Regions from separate parts of the Sus scrofa genome. Here region 2 is linked to region 1. A link is a contact called in public HiChIP or PLAC-seq data. All regions are on one chromosome and are shown on one strand. Each heading gives the region's core, a stretch centred on a gene start, on an enhancer-like site or on the middle of the called end of the contact. The rest is flanking DNA. Distances are from core to core; before and after follow the strand shown.

Region 1 (6,805 bases), core at 608-3,107:
AATTTAGGTAAGGCTCTCTTAGATCTACTCAGAAAGAACCCAGAAGAAGGGAGATCAATATGATGCATTCACTGGAAGAACCACCCGCAATTATCAGCACCTCATTACCATGAATCAGGCCAAATGCTAAACCTCACTACAACCCAGGAGCAAATAAAAGAACAAAGACTCCTTATCTGTAGTTTCAAGTAATGACAAAACTGACACACTTGGCAGATTTATTTTATTTAACAGGAGTAATGACAGAAATGTCCAAGTTTCTGTAACACAATATAATGTATAATATATAATAACATAATGTATAATGGTCACCATTCGCACCACCACCACTCAACAGCCTCAATGCCTACTTTCCATATGTCTTAACGCAGTCATTCACCAAATTTACTTCTACCTCTGATGAGTTACTGGTATTTCATCTGCCCTGTAGTAAAATCCACATAACATACCCTCCTTTGGGTCCTCTGAGCTAAACTCACCTGGGTGCTTAAGTTTTCAAGGACAAGAGAGTCCAAAGCAATGGTGGAAAATACACAGGTTTTCCCAGTGCCAGACTTAGCTTGAACAATTAAATCTGAGGAGGAAAAAAAAAATTATCACTAGCTAGGACAGACGGAAGATGAGGTACCAACATGAAATCCCAGAACTAGAACGGTCTCCAGGAATCACCTAACGTTAGCACCTTCGTTTTAAGTTAACTCTTAAAAAAAGGTATGAGGCCATATCCAGACACATGCTTCCTCTCTGGACCTCTATCATTTATTTCTTTTATTTTTTTTCTTCTGGCCTAGAAAGCAGGAATTTATGTCCTCAAAGTTTTGGAGGCTAGAAGTATGAAAACAGCGGGGCCACTTTCCCTCCAAAAGTTCACTGGTTCAATCCTTCCTTGTGTCTTCCAGCTTTTGATGCCTCCAGACATTTTTTGGTTTGGAGCGCATTAACTCCGATCTCCGCCTCCATTTCACATGGCTCTCTTCTCCGTCTCCCTTCTCTTCTAAGGACTCTTGTCATTGCATTTATGGCCTACTCTAATCCAGGATGAGATCCTTACTACCGTTTATCCTCTCAAGCCTAGACCCACTGGTCGGTGTGCAATGGACCTTAATCACCTTCAAATTCAGGACTGAGCCTCCGTTTGACAGAGGCAGAAACTGAGGCTCGCGAGCGTGGGGCGTCCCCCGCCCTCGCCGCGGGCCCAGCCGCCGCTGCCCCCCTTCCTCCCTCCCGCCCTCCAGGGCCCCCGCCCTCACCGAGTCCGCAGCGCCCTAGAGGGATGGCCTTGAGCTGCACGGGCGACGGTCGCTCGAATCCGGCCGCCCGCAGCCCCTCCAGCACCGGCCGGGACAGCAGCAGCGACTCGAAGTCCGCCGGCTCTGCCAACAGCACGTCCCCGGTGCGGGTCCGCGGGCCGCCGACGTCGTGAGCCGTCCGAAGGCTCCGCACGGGCAGGGAGGCTGGCTCTGAGGCCGAGAACTGCCCGGCCACCTGCTCCGCGGGCATCGCAGGTTCCGCGGGCATCGCAGGCTCCACGGTCGCTAAGGCCGCTGGGGCTTCCGTCGTCGCCGCCGCCATGGGAGCCGCGCCGCCGGATCTCGCGGTATTTGGGGGCGAGGCGAGGCGCCTGAGAGCGAGAAGAGGAAAAACTTTATTGGCAGTCTTCCCGCGAAGACACAGACAGGCGGGCCTCGAAGAGGAGGGGCAAGGGACGGAAGTCGGAGGCTTAGAAAGACTCGGAAACAGCAGCTACAAGGAAAAACTGTGGCCTGAGGAAGGCGGGAAAAGGGAGGAGAGGGAGACTGAGGCTACCTGTGTGACGCCGCCGCCTGCGGCCTGCAGAGGGCGCCGCGCGCTCACGGTGGGAGCGCCGCCCCGCCCCCCCAGCCCTCTGTGGGCGGGTCCTCCCAGCCGTGCACCGCCCCGTCGCCAGCCTCACAATGCTGCCTTTTGTGATGCGCCCAGTGCGTCACGGTCCCGCCCCCGGACCTCGGCTCCGCCGTCCATTCCTCCCGATCCCCATCCCTGGCCCGCCCCAACTTGCAGCCTCCTCACGTGCCGCTGTACTCATCTCTGCCCCAGCCCCTGGCACACAGTGAGGTCTGATCGAAGTAAATTAAATTGTGCTGACAACTTCCAAATCCATATCTCCACCTTAGGCCTCTCTCAACTCCAGACCTGTTACATCCACCTCCTTCTCAACACCTCCATTCGATGTCTGATAGCTCAGATTTAGCGTTTTCTGTGTGTAGCTTCTGTCCTTTCCCCACCGGCATCTCATGGATGACAACAGTCTTTACCTAAGTCTGCTCAGATGTCACCTTGTCAAAGAGGACTTTTCCTAAACACCCTGAGATAGCTCCCCCATCCCGGCGGCTCCCTGGCGTTTCCCCCTACTCTCTGATCCCTTCTGCTTTATTTTTCTTCATGGTACTTAGCATTAGCTGAAGTCATTTGTGTTTATTGTCTGTCTCCCCCACTGTATGAGGGCAGGGACCTATTCTCTCTTGTTCTCTGCAGTATCTCTCATCAGAAAAAACCAGTCCGACATGGTGCTCGATATTTACTGAATAAACGAGCTCCGATAACAAAGTCCTCCAAGTGTAAGGATTTCTGGAACCAAACCTTTTCACAGTTCCAAATCTAAAGTTATTCTGCACCGAACCCTAACTTTTTCCTTTGTCCTTATACCATAATTCTGGTCATTCTCTCTCACTGGTCTCATTCTTCCCTTCTCCGAGACACACACACACACACACACTCAATTCAGATTCCAAAGGGTGTAGGAGGGACTTTGGCATGGCAATCCATTGGAAAGGGGTCTTCAGGATGCATTTTTTCTTAGAAATTTACAGAACATTGAGAAAATGTCAGCTGTTCATATGAAAGAAGGAGGGCTGTTGGGAGTGGGCTTTCCACACTTTCTCTTAGTAAGTACCCCACTTTCCTCATCTACCTAATCCCCAAATCCCAAACCTGGGACTTGCTCTATATTCCACCCTCCACTATCCCTTTCCCCTAACAATTACGCGAGGGCTGGTAATTTTGCCTCCAAGTATTTCATCCATTTCTTTTCTCCAGTCTCCATAGCATCTGTTCTATTCTTAGGTCCCTTCATCATGGTAACTGTTGCAACAACCTCCTGAATAATTCCCCCCCCCCCAGGCAGGGTTTCTTCTCTCCCAGCCACCCACCCACAGGTGCTGGAGTGATCTTTCTTCAGTGGATATCTTAGGTTGCTTGGGTCCAGCTTCAGATCCTGTTCCTTCTGACAGCCTTTTTTTAGTTCCAGGCTCCCACTTCTCACAATAAATGATTCCAGCCCAGCTCTTACTTTGTTCTGTTTACTTCTTTATTTATTTATTTATTTATTTATTTGTCTTTTGTTTACTTCTTTAAATCTCCATCCTTCTCACTAAGCTACGAGTTTCAAAAGGATGGAAATTTCATTGCCCTATGCCCTCCAGCCCAGTACCAGGCCCTTGGTGGACCTAATCAACTTTGAAGAGTGGACCTTTTCTTGCTCAAACTGATTTTTATGGAGCCGGATTTTCATGCTCCCAGCAATAGTTCTGTAGAACTCATACCAATCACCCATGAAAAAGCCAGCTCTCATCCCAAGAGAAAAACCCTACTTTCCCAGAGAAGAACACTTATAGTTTTATAGACATTGTGTTATTGCTTTTGTTGTTTACAGTTTTATGGACACGAATATTGCAGTAATGTTACTAGGGATGAATTCTATTGCCGTAACTAAAAACACAAATTAATGAAATTTTTCCTCAGTGGTTAAAAATTATAATCATGTTGTTGGTCATAATTTTTAGTGCTGTAAAGTTAAAACATAAAGGTTTTATAGACCATTTAAGAACCAGGTAAAGCATGAGAGTAACAGACACAGAAACCTGTTGGACTGTTGTCTGCCTCCCGGCCTCCCTCAGGATAAAATCACAATGGGACCCCAGCCTCTTTTTCTGCTGTTCTGTCCACCTGGAAACAAGAAGAGGGAAAGCTTCTATGAACTGAAGAAGCCAGAGTAAAACAGAGACTCAGAATGGATTTTCAGGTTCAAGTGGTCCTAAGCAATCATTTCACAATGGAGGTTTCTGCAGCCGAAAGGAAGGAACATAATGTAAATAAAAACACAGACAGGGGAGCTCCTATCGTGGCTCAGCAGGTTACCAACCAGACTAGTATCCAAGAGAATGCAGGTTCAATCCCTGGCCTCGCTCAGTGGGTTGGGCATCTGGTATTCCTGCAAGCTACAGCATAGGTCAAAGACATGGCTGGGATCCCTCTTTGTTGTGGCTGTGACATGGGCCGGCAGCTGCAGCTGGGATTCAACCCCTTGCCTGGGAACTTCCATGTGCCCCAGGTACGGCCATAAAACAAACAACAAAAAATACCAGGGACGTAAGGCGGCTCACCCAGGTGTGAAGATCCATGGAAGTATGTGGAAAGAAGGGAAGAAACGAAGGTTTTTAGAGGCAGTGTTTTTCATTTGACCCTTAAAGAAACAAAGGGTAGACAATGTTATTATTTGCACTCCCTCTGCAAACATCTCTTTATTCCCTCTTTCAACAGAAATCTTCTAAACGCTTAATATCAATCAGCCAAAAGCTGGAGGTACAAAAATGGGATAAAAATAAACAGAGCATTTGCCCCCAGGAAGAAAGAGAGAGGCAAACAGGTAGCTCTGATCGTGGAGGAAATATGCAAGTAACAGAGGGGGTGTAAAATCATGCAGTACTGACATTTTTCAAGGCCCTAGTTGCTCAAAGTGCGGCTGTCATGTGGGAGAGAGTGAGAACTTCTGAGAAAGGGAGAGAAACGGCTTTTGGTATTCAGAGAACACTAGCTTTCTTCTCGATGCCCTTCTCAAGCCCACCCCAAATCAAAGTGGTTTAAAGCATGCATGGAAGGACAGGAAAAACTCCACGCCCGGATGCCTCTTTTCCTCATCCCTGGAGTCTAGCACTTCCGCCCAAAGGCAGGACACCAGGAGAAAAAGCTCAAGTCCCAAGAAGCACTGGGGGCCGAGTTTTCTGAGCTGATCCTAGAGGCTAGATAAGGAGTTCCTCAGGCAGCGGGGGTGGAAGGAGCGCTCACCAGGCAAAGTTAGAAAGATATTCTGGGCAAAGGGAACAGTTTGTGCAAAGGCGTGGAAGCATGAGAAACCAAAGGAGCTTAGGGAAGGTGTGAGCGCTTAGCGTGAACGGAGGCAGTATGCAGAAGTTAACCCGGAAAGGAGGCTGCAGAGATGCCTTGGTCCCACAGGATGGAGGACCTCGTCGACCACCGTAAGGAATATAAAATAAATGTGTTAGGCTCTCCCAAAGCCGGGTACCATTATGGAGCAATAGAGGGAGAGACAGCTGGAAATACAGGTCAGGGCTTGACTGATGCCAAAGCTGAGGACTTGGGATTTTAACTTGTAGACCATCGAGCATCATGTCACCCTGGGATCTAATTTGAGGCGGTGACTGCCAGGCCCACTTTATACGCTATTTCTTATACCTAACAATTCCTAGGGCTTTTAGGTATTATACACTGCTTTCCGGGTGTGTGTGTACATATGTGTATGCATGTGCGTATGCGCATGCACGTGTGCATGTGTGTGTGTGTGTGTGTGTGTGTGTGTGTGTGTGTGTGTGTGCTGTTTACCCAGCAACAGTGACTGAGCACGTGTTTCCTAGTTCTCTCTCCCAGGCCAGGGAACCTTCCCTCCTATAGTCTTTATCTGCTTGGGGTCCCAGCACCATCAATAAACTTAAGTTGGAGTTCCTGTTGTGGCTCAGCAGTAATGAACCCAACTAGTATCCAGGAGGATGTGGGTTTGATCCCTGGCCCCGCTCAGTGGGTTAAGGATCTGGCATTGACGTAAGCTGTGGTGTAGGTCGCAGATGCAGCTCTGATCCAATATTGCTGTGGCTGTGGTGTAGGCTGGCAGCTGCAGCTCCCATTTGACCCCTAGCCTGGGAACCTCCATATGGGTGCAGTCCGAAAAAGACAAAAAATTAAAAAAAAAATTAAAAATTAACAAGTTATATCAAGTTCATTGAGTAACAATATCTGGCCTTCTGGACAGAATTTTTTGTTTCATGACCTTGATCAATCCCATGTGGCCACCTTTCGATGTGGAGAGTAACTGCTTTTACTTGTGTCCCTTGGCCCCTGGGGTGACCATCTCTTCAGGACTTTTTCAGACCAGGAGGAGGAGATGGGGAGAAGCAGCAAAGGCCCAGGTCCCTCCAGTCTGTGCGCCACCTCCCGCCATGGGGACTTGCCTAGCTGGCTTTCAGTCAAGGGCCCTTCTCTCTACACCAAACTCCTCGCTGCCCAAGGCCCATGTTGATTAATTGCCCCCATTTAATACCACAGCCTCCGTCTTTAGGGAGGAAGGCGTCACGTTTGCTCTTCTCCTTGTGAGAATCGGGACCCAATCCATTCTTGCCCAGGCAGCATAATAAATAACCTGCTCCCGTTGGCAGGGAGTTTATTAGAGACTGATGGGACATTTAACAATAACTGGGGGCCTGTGATTTATTAGGTAGGGAGGTTCGTGGCGTCTCCGAAGACTGGGAATGTGGAATTTAATTGATAAAGCAGCTGTCAGCAGCAATGAGATGCGCTCAATAGAATATGCATTTGAGGGATTCTCTTCGGAGCTGTCAGCAAGGGTTTCTGCTAATCATATTCAGCTCCTGCGGATGGCCATGTCTGCTGGATATCTGGGTGAGAGACAAACGGCAGGGAGGGGACCCTGAAAGGGGCCCGGGGGAGGGTGCACCTGTCAGTTGCCTGGCCCGGT
Region 2 (6,990 bases), core at 3,903-6,402, 50 kb after region 1:
GAAAAATAATCGCTAGTAACTTTACAGAATTTCCTTCAGTCTGGGTTTGTCTGATGTTTCCAGATTCATGTTACACATTTTTGGCTGGAAGAGGACAAAAGAGATACTGTGTTCCTTTCAAGGTATAACATGTAAAAGCATATGATTATTGTGATGTTAATTTTGGTTAAAGTGACAGAACGTTTACGATCCCTGGTTTGAACTGTTATCTGTTAATAAATCTTTTAGATTCATTTTGGATGAAAAATACAAGATGTCAAGAACAAAAATACAATATCACTTATTTCACAGAAGCAGATTATTTTAATTCTGATATGTTTCATGGTACAAAGTATGCCGAAATGTTGCAACACGAAACAGATGAACTAAATTTGGTTTTTTGATATGAAAAGCAAACACTCATTTACTAATGACTTGGAGCAGAAACACATCACAGATGCTCCCTACTATTACCCATCTGTAATAAACAGTGCTTTGGGGAAGTGTATCGAAACGTCCTAGCTTTTTAAGGGCATTACAGACAAAATGTTCATATGCACTGAACATGGACTGTGTCAATGTCAACGTTCTAGATTTTAACAATGATGTTGTGGTTGTCTGAGAGAATATCTTTTTTGTCTTTCTTTTTGGGCCACCCTGAGACATGCGGAGTTCCTGAGCCAGGGATCAGGTTCGAGCCACATGTGCAGCCTACACTGCACTACAGCAAGGCCAGATCCTTAACCCACTGTGCTGAGCCAGGGATGGAACCTACGTCCCAGGGCTCCAGAGACACTGCCAATCCCATTACGACACAGCAGGAACTCCATGAGGATATCTTTGATCTAAGGGTACACTCAGTGACATATACATCTGGGAATAAAAGAGTGATATGCAAACATATGTGACCAATGTTAACAGATGGTGAATCCGGGTGAAGGGTAAAAAGAAATCCTCTTTGTTGTTTTTATACCTTTGAAGAAAGTTTTAAAAGTAACATATTTTAAAAATCATTGGTCTACACTTCTTTAAGATGGTACTCAGATAAAACAACTTCAGGGAGTTCCCTGGCAGAGCAGCAGGTTAAGGATCCAGCACTGTCACTGCTGTGGTGCGGGTTCGATCCTTGCCCCGGGAATTTCTGCATGCTGCAGGCATGACCAAACAAACAACCAAACCAAAAAAAAAAAAAAAAAAAAAAAAACCCTAACCCAAACCAAAATCAAACAGAACACTTCTCTACTTTTTTTTTAAAAAAGATCCTAAACTGATAAGAGATTAATACCCAACATATATATAAATAGCTCACACAACTCAACATAAAAAAAAAAACCAACAACCTGATTTTAAAAATGGGCAGAAGAACCAAAGAGACATTTTTCCAAAGAGGAAATGCAGATGGCCAACAGGCACATAAAAAGATGCTAAACATCACTAGTCATCAGAGAAATGCAAATCAAAACCACCATGAGATATGACCTCACACCTGTCAGAATGGCCATCATCAACAAGAGCACAAATAACAGATACTGGGGAGGATGTGGAGAACGGGGAACCCTCACGCATTGTTGGTGGGAATGTAAGTTGGTGCAGCCACCCTGGAAAACAGTATGCAGGTTTCTCAAAAACACTAAAAAGAGAACTACATATAACCCAGCAATTCCACTCCTGGGTATGTTCCCTCCCCCCAAAAAACCCCCAAACCCCACTGATTCAAAAATATACATGCACCCTAATGTTCACGGCAGCATTATTTGTAACTGCCAAGACATGGAAGCAATCTAAGTGTCCACCAACAGATGAACAGACAAAAGAAGGTGTGATGTATATATACAATGGAATACCACATGGCCATAAGAAAACGAAATTTTGCCATCTGCAGCAACATGGATGGACTTGGCATTATGCTAAGTGAAATAAGCCAGAGAAAATAAATATTATCAGTTACATGTGGAATCTAAAAATGTAATAAACTATTGAATGCAACAAAAAAGAAGCAGATTCACAGATAGAGTGGTTACCAGTGGGGGACAGTGAGGGGACAGTTAGGAGGTACAAACTATTAGGAAGAAAATAAGCTATGAGGATATATTGTACAACAAGGAGAATATAGCCAACATTTTATAATAATTATAAATGGAGCATTCTCTTTATAATAACTACACATGGATCGTTTATAATATTGTATAGCAACTAAAGTAAACTTAAAAAAATAACGGTCCTAAGATGACAAACCTAAATGAATTGCTGGGTAAGGGAATCACTACCAAATGATTTATCCCAAAGCTATAAAAGTGATTCATTTATATTCTTTTTTCTGGTCCATCCCTCCCACTCCCATCTTTTTCAAACCATTTAACTCTGTTCTCTTAATTCTATGAAAGCCAGAAACAAAGAATTTATGAACGAGATGGTACTCGTGCACTACTAACCAAGCCCACTCATCAATCCTAATGTGATTTTACCTCAAAGTTACCATGCTCTCTCTCTCTCTTTTTTTTTTTTTTTTGGTTTGGAATAGGTAGAGTAAGATTATACCCAAAATTGAAAATTTATGATTGGCCATGTTTTTCAAAATAACATCTGTGGAAAACAAAATCTATGAAATTATAATTCTACAACAGAGAAAGGTGAAACTGGAAGCATTTCATACTTCTTTTCATTTACTTCGCAGTGAATTAGCAATAACTATTTTTAGAGTTGTCTGTGGCACAGCAGTTAAGGATCCAGCATTGTCACTGCAGCAGATTGGGTTGCTGCAGTGATGCAGGTTCAATTCCTGGCCTGGGAACTTCTATATGCTGTGGGTGTGGCCATAAAAAAATACATAAATAAAAAAGTAAAAAGTCAGATAATAATAGTCTAAAATCATAATATCAGTCAACGAAAAGTGACCCAGAAAACCAAAGGCCAGAGAGGAACAGCAAGCAAAAAACCACCGGATTCTGCTACCCTAACTCACTCTTAACTCTTATCTATGTTGGAAGTGTGCTAATTCTGACTGGTTACCTGTGATGCTACAAATGGCATGCTTTACTGGTAAATGAAGACTTTTGCATTACTGGGAAAAGCAAGAAGCCTTCTCTGTTTTTTGTTGTTGTTGTTTGTTTGTTTTTAGGGCTGCATCTACAGCATATGGAGGTTCCCAGGCTATGGGTCAAATCAGAGCTGCAGTTGCTGGCCTGCACCACAGCCACAGCAACATCAGATCCAAGCCTCATCTGCGACCTACACCACAGCTCACAGCAACACCGGATCCTTAATCCACTGAACAAAGCCAGGGATCAAACCTGTGTCCTCATGGATGTTAGATTCGTTTCTACTGAGCCACGATGGGAACTCTTTTTTTGGTCTTTCTGAAGGGACATACCTGCAGCATATGGAGGTTCCCAGGCTAGGGGTCAAATCAGGGCTGCAACTGCCAGCCTACATACACCACAGCCACATCAACATCAGGTCTGAGTTGTGTCTTCGACCTATACTGCAGGTCATGGCAACGCCGGATTCTTAACTCACTGACTAGAGCTAGGGATTAAACCCGTGTCCTCATGGATACTAGTCGGGTTTGTTACCACTTAGCCACAACGGGAACTCCTATTTTTTGTTTTAAAAAGGCTTTTGTTAACATTAATAAAAGCAATGGTAAGCTCTGAAGTTTCTGCTTGGGTGTGGTGGTGGCAGCTGGGGACTGCACTACTCTTTTAGGGATCCAGGAAACTACTGGCCCTTTACATCCAGGCAGGCATGCGTACTTACTATAAGTATTCCTGTTCTCAAGATAGTGCAGTGGTTAAGTCACAGACCAAAAAAAAAAAAAAAAAGCCACGTGCGCCTGTGGTATGAGGCCTAAAAAACCGAGAGAATTTCAGTTCTGTATCCATCCACACAGCTTCTTCCCTTTGAGTGATACACCAAAGGGAAGCAGAACTCAGAACAACAAATTCTGTGATATCTTTCTGTACAACGTTAAGTTCACGACAGTAACTACTTTGATTTTGGTCGTCTCCACTTGACTTTACAATCTATTCATACATATCTGCATAGGTAATTATTAGAATACAAGGGTGATGCAACACTCTTCACACACCACTTTCTGGTGTATCATTTGGAGGCTCAGCAGGACTTTAAACATATTCTTTAACTTAAACTTCCTCTTTGCCAATAAGGTACATATAAGTGTCCTCATCAGAGCCATCAACATGATTTTATGTAAGAGAAGGAATATGGTTTCTGGGAATTAATTGGTGTTTTCCATAAACTGATAAAGACTGCTTAAAAGAAGACCATTTTTTCTTTTAAAAAAACGTTTTGGGTTGTTAACCTAAAGGAAACAAAAAAGGCACTTATTTGTGCTGCCTAGCAGCTGTAGATTACCTCATTAACGTTGATCTTTGACTTTGCAGAAGATTCTAAAAAGGCACAGTTACACCACTGTCTTGCTAAATTCTGACCCTGTTCTTTGCCAACTACTCGCTCATCTTCCAGGTCACATTTATTGCCAACCAAAATCATTGGAACCTGTGGGAAGGAAAAAACACATAATGAACACTAACATACTAGTTACTCAGCCTCTTATAAGTAAGCAAATACCTGCCACCAACTGAAATGGGTTAGTTAGGACTATGCAAGTGCTTAAAAAAAAATGTTATGTATGTGTGTTGGGGAGAAGGTGGAGGGGGAAGAGACAGAAAAAAATACAGAAGTGATCCCATAACACTGATCTGCTAAATTATTTTACGAATATAATCCCAAAATTCTCATGTGAATAATGCTAACAGCTGAATTCCAACTAGAAAAATCTGAAGGAAAGGGGAAGCGCCTGCAATACAGAGAAGAACGTACACACTGCCCTGTGTTTTAAGTAAGTGCCTCATCTCACAGGACCAATGACTGCCAAAAGCAGTGGCAAGACTGATGCAGTAGTACGTTTTACTCCTGTAACTGATGCCTAGATCTGAAGACCAGCTTAGGTGAGAGATTCAAAAAGAGCAAGAATAAAAATAAAGCCATTGAGCAGCTATGTCTTCATCTAGAACTCAGTCTTCTTTAGTTGATTTCATGGGATAAAGAGATGAACATTACCAGAGGTTCAGTGATTTGCATGTAATTGCCTATGAAAAGAGAACTCTCTTGGATGAATCAGTCACGGGAAGAAAGAGAACTATTCATTAGGTTTACGGTTGGGCATGAGTCATATGGTGCAAATCCTTCCCGCCTACAATATTCCGCACAGCTAAGGTCCTAAGCAGGTGCATATGTTCCCATTAATAATGAGAAAGAACACACAAAAACAGAAAGGAAGGTACGAATGAAATTTTATATTCTAATTTATACAACTTTTGAAAAGGAAATCTCTAGAGACAAAACTGAGACAAACATGTAAAACATACATGTCATCTTTGCAAAAAGGCACAACAATGCTATTGTTCAAAAAGACAGGAATTCTAAAACAGTGTGTTTTACCATTAAAAAATAACTTTAGGAGTTCCCGTCGTGGCGCAGTGGTTAACGAATCCGACTAGGAACCATGAGGTTGCGGGTTCGGTCCCCGCCCTTGCTCAGTGGGTTAACGATCCGGCGTTGCCGTGAGCTGTGGTGTAGGTTGCAGACGCGGCTCGGATCCCGCGTTGCTGTGCCTCTGGCGTAGGCCGGTGGCTACAGCTCCAATTCAACCCCTAGCCTGGGAACCTCCATATGCCACAGGAGCGGCCCTAGAAAAGACAAAAAAAAAAAAAAAAAAAAGGAATTCTACAACTAAAATAAAATTAAAAAATATAAAAACCCAGTTCATTAAAATCTTTACCATAACTCAAAGGATAAAACTGTGAGCAAAAACTGTATCAACAGAATTTTAGAACCAAGGACATACCATGCTCTTCTGACATAACTACCACCTTTCTGAGCCCAACCTGCGTCCCGCCTCTACCACGTGCTCTGGGATGCCTCCTTCTCTACTGCACCTGTGACCCCCACAGCACCATGTGAGTGGTGAGGAGAGAAAGAACTTTATACACATGTCCTCCTTTTCCAACCATCTCAGCATATAATCTGCAGGTAAATTTAGAAAGCTTAAAATTGCTTTTGGTCACAAGGGCTCTTTTAGGCACGTGGAAGATACCCTCCAAATCTTCTGCTGATAGACAAAGGACATTTTTTATTTGGCCACGGAGAGACAGTGGTGTGCTATACATGAGAGAAAAACTTACATCTTCTGTGTCCTTAACCCGTAAAATCTGTTCCCTCAGGTCCTGTAAGTCATTAAACGTGGACTGAGCTGTAATAGAATATACTAGTGCAAACCCTTGGCCATTCTTCATATACAAATCTCTCATCGCTGTAAATTGCTCCTATAATAAAAAATATGCAATTATATAAATATAACTTCTTGAATGTATACTGAAACAATTTAAATCAGAATAATCATACGTAAGCTACTGAATTTTTAATTATGTGTTTTCATGAAGGAAACACAAGACATGATACATGGAGTTCCCTCTGTAGCTCAGCGGTAATGAGCCCAACTAGTATCCATGAGGATGCGGGTTCTATCCCCGGCCTCACTCAGTGGGTGAAGAGTCCAGCGTTACCACAAGCTGCAGCATAGGTCTCAGATGCGGCTCAGATCTGGCACTGCTGTGGCTGTGGTATAGGCTGCACTTGTAGCTCTGATATGACACTGGCCTAGGAACTTCCATATACCACAGGTTAGGCCCTAAAAATAAAATAAAATAAAATAAAAAAATAAAAAATAAAAAAGGTGACAAATGAAGACAATGAAAATAAAAGCAAATACAGAGAACTCAAACCATATAAAAGGCATTTTGTGCCAAGTGATTTATAATCACTATTGCATTTGATCACTACAAGCACCCTATAATGTACTAACGTCATTATACTCATTTAAGGATGTGAAAAATTAGGCTCAAAATAATCCTAAAGACTTTTGGTCAGAAATACATATCTGTCACCAGAGATGTTAAAATGCTAATAAACCTTGAGATGTTAAAAGTG

What was found. HiChIP or PLAC-seq counts read pairs in DNA pulled down with a chosen protein or histone mark.
Region 2: a contact with region 1 is called in an H3K27ac HiChIP or PLAC-seq map of alveolar macrophages. The contact joins the enhancer-like site here to the promoter of DDX20 in region 1. A contact is called at or near these places in 16 of 47 Hi-C or Micro-C datasets (alveolar macrophages, blood, embryonic fibroblasts and 10 more) and 2 of 2 datasets of contacts at active chromatin or transcription factors (alveolar macrophages and skeletal muscle).

What each region holds. Positions count from the first base shown.
Region 1 is chr4:108,634,525-108,641,329 of Sscrofa11.1, forward strand. DDX20 (probable ATP-dependent RNA helicase DDX20) reads right to left here and starts at 1,858. Exons shown (of 12, transcript XM_001928544.4): 1 at 1,807-1,858; 2 at 1,251-1,621; 3 at 480-574. The coding sequence starts at 1,572.
Region 2 is chr4:108,681,644-108,688,633 of Sscrofa11.1, forward strand. It overlaps RAP1A (ras-related protein Rap-1A), which reads right to left. Exons shown (of 8, transcript XM_021090035.1): 5 at 6,186-6,326; 6 at 4,354-4,497. Among named protein-coding and RNA genes, the nearest start is that of FAM212B, 34 kb to the left of the region's middle. Within about 2 kb of position 5,153, at least 3 of the 83 cell types and tissues checked have an H3K27ac peak or open chromatin away from gene starts, as enhancers often do. A contact at or near this core is called in alveolar macrophages, where this site is marked.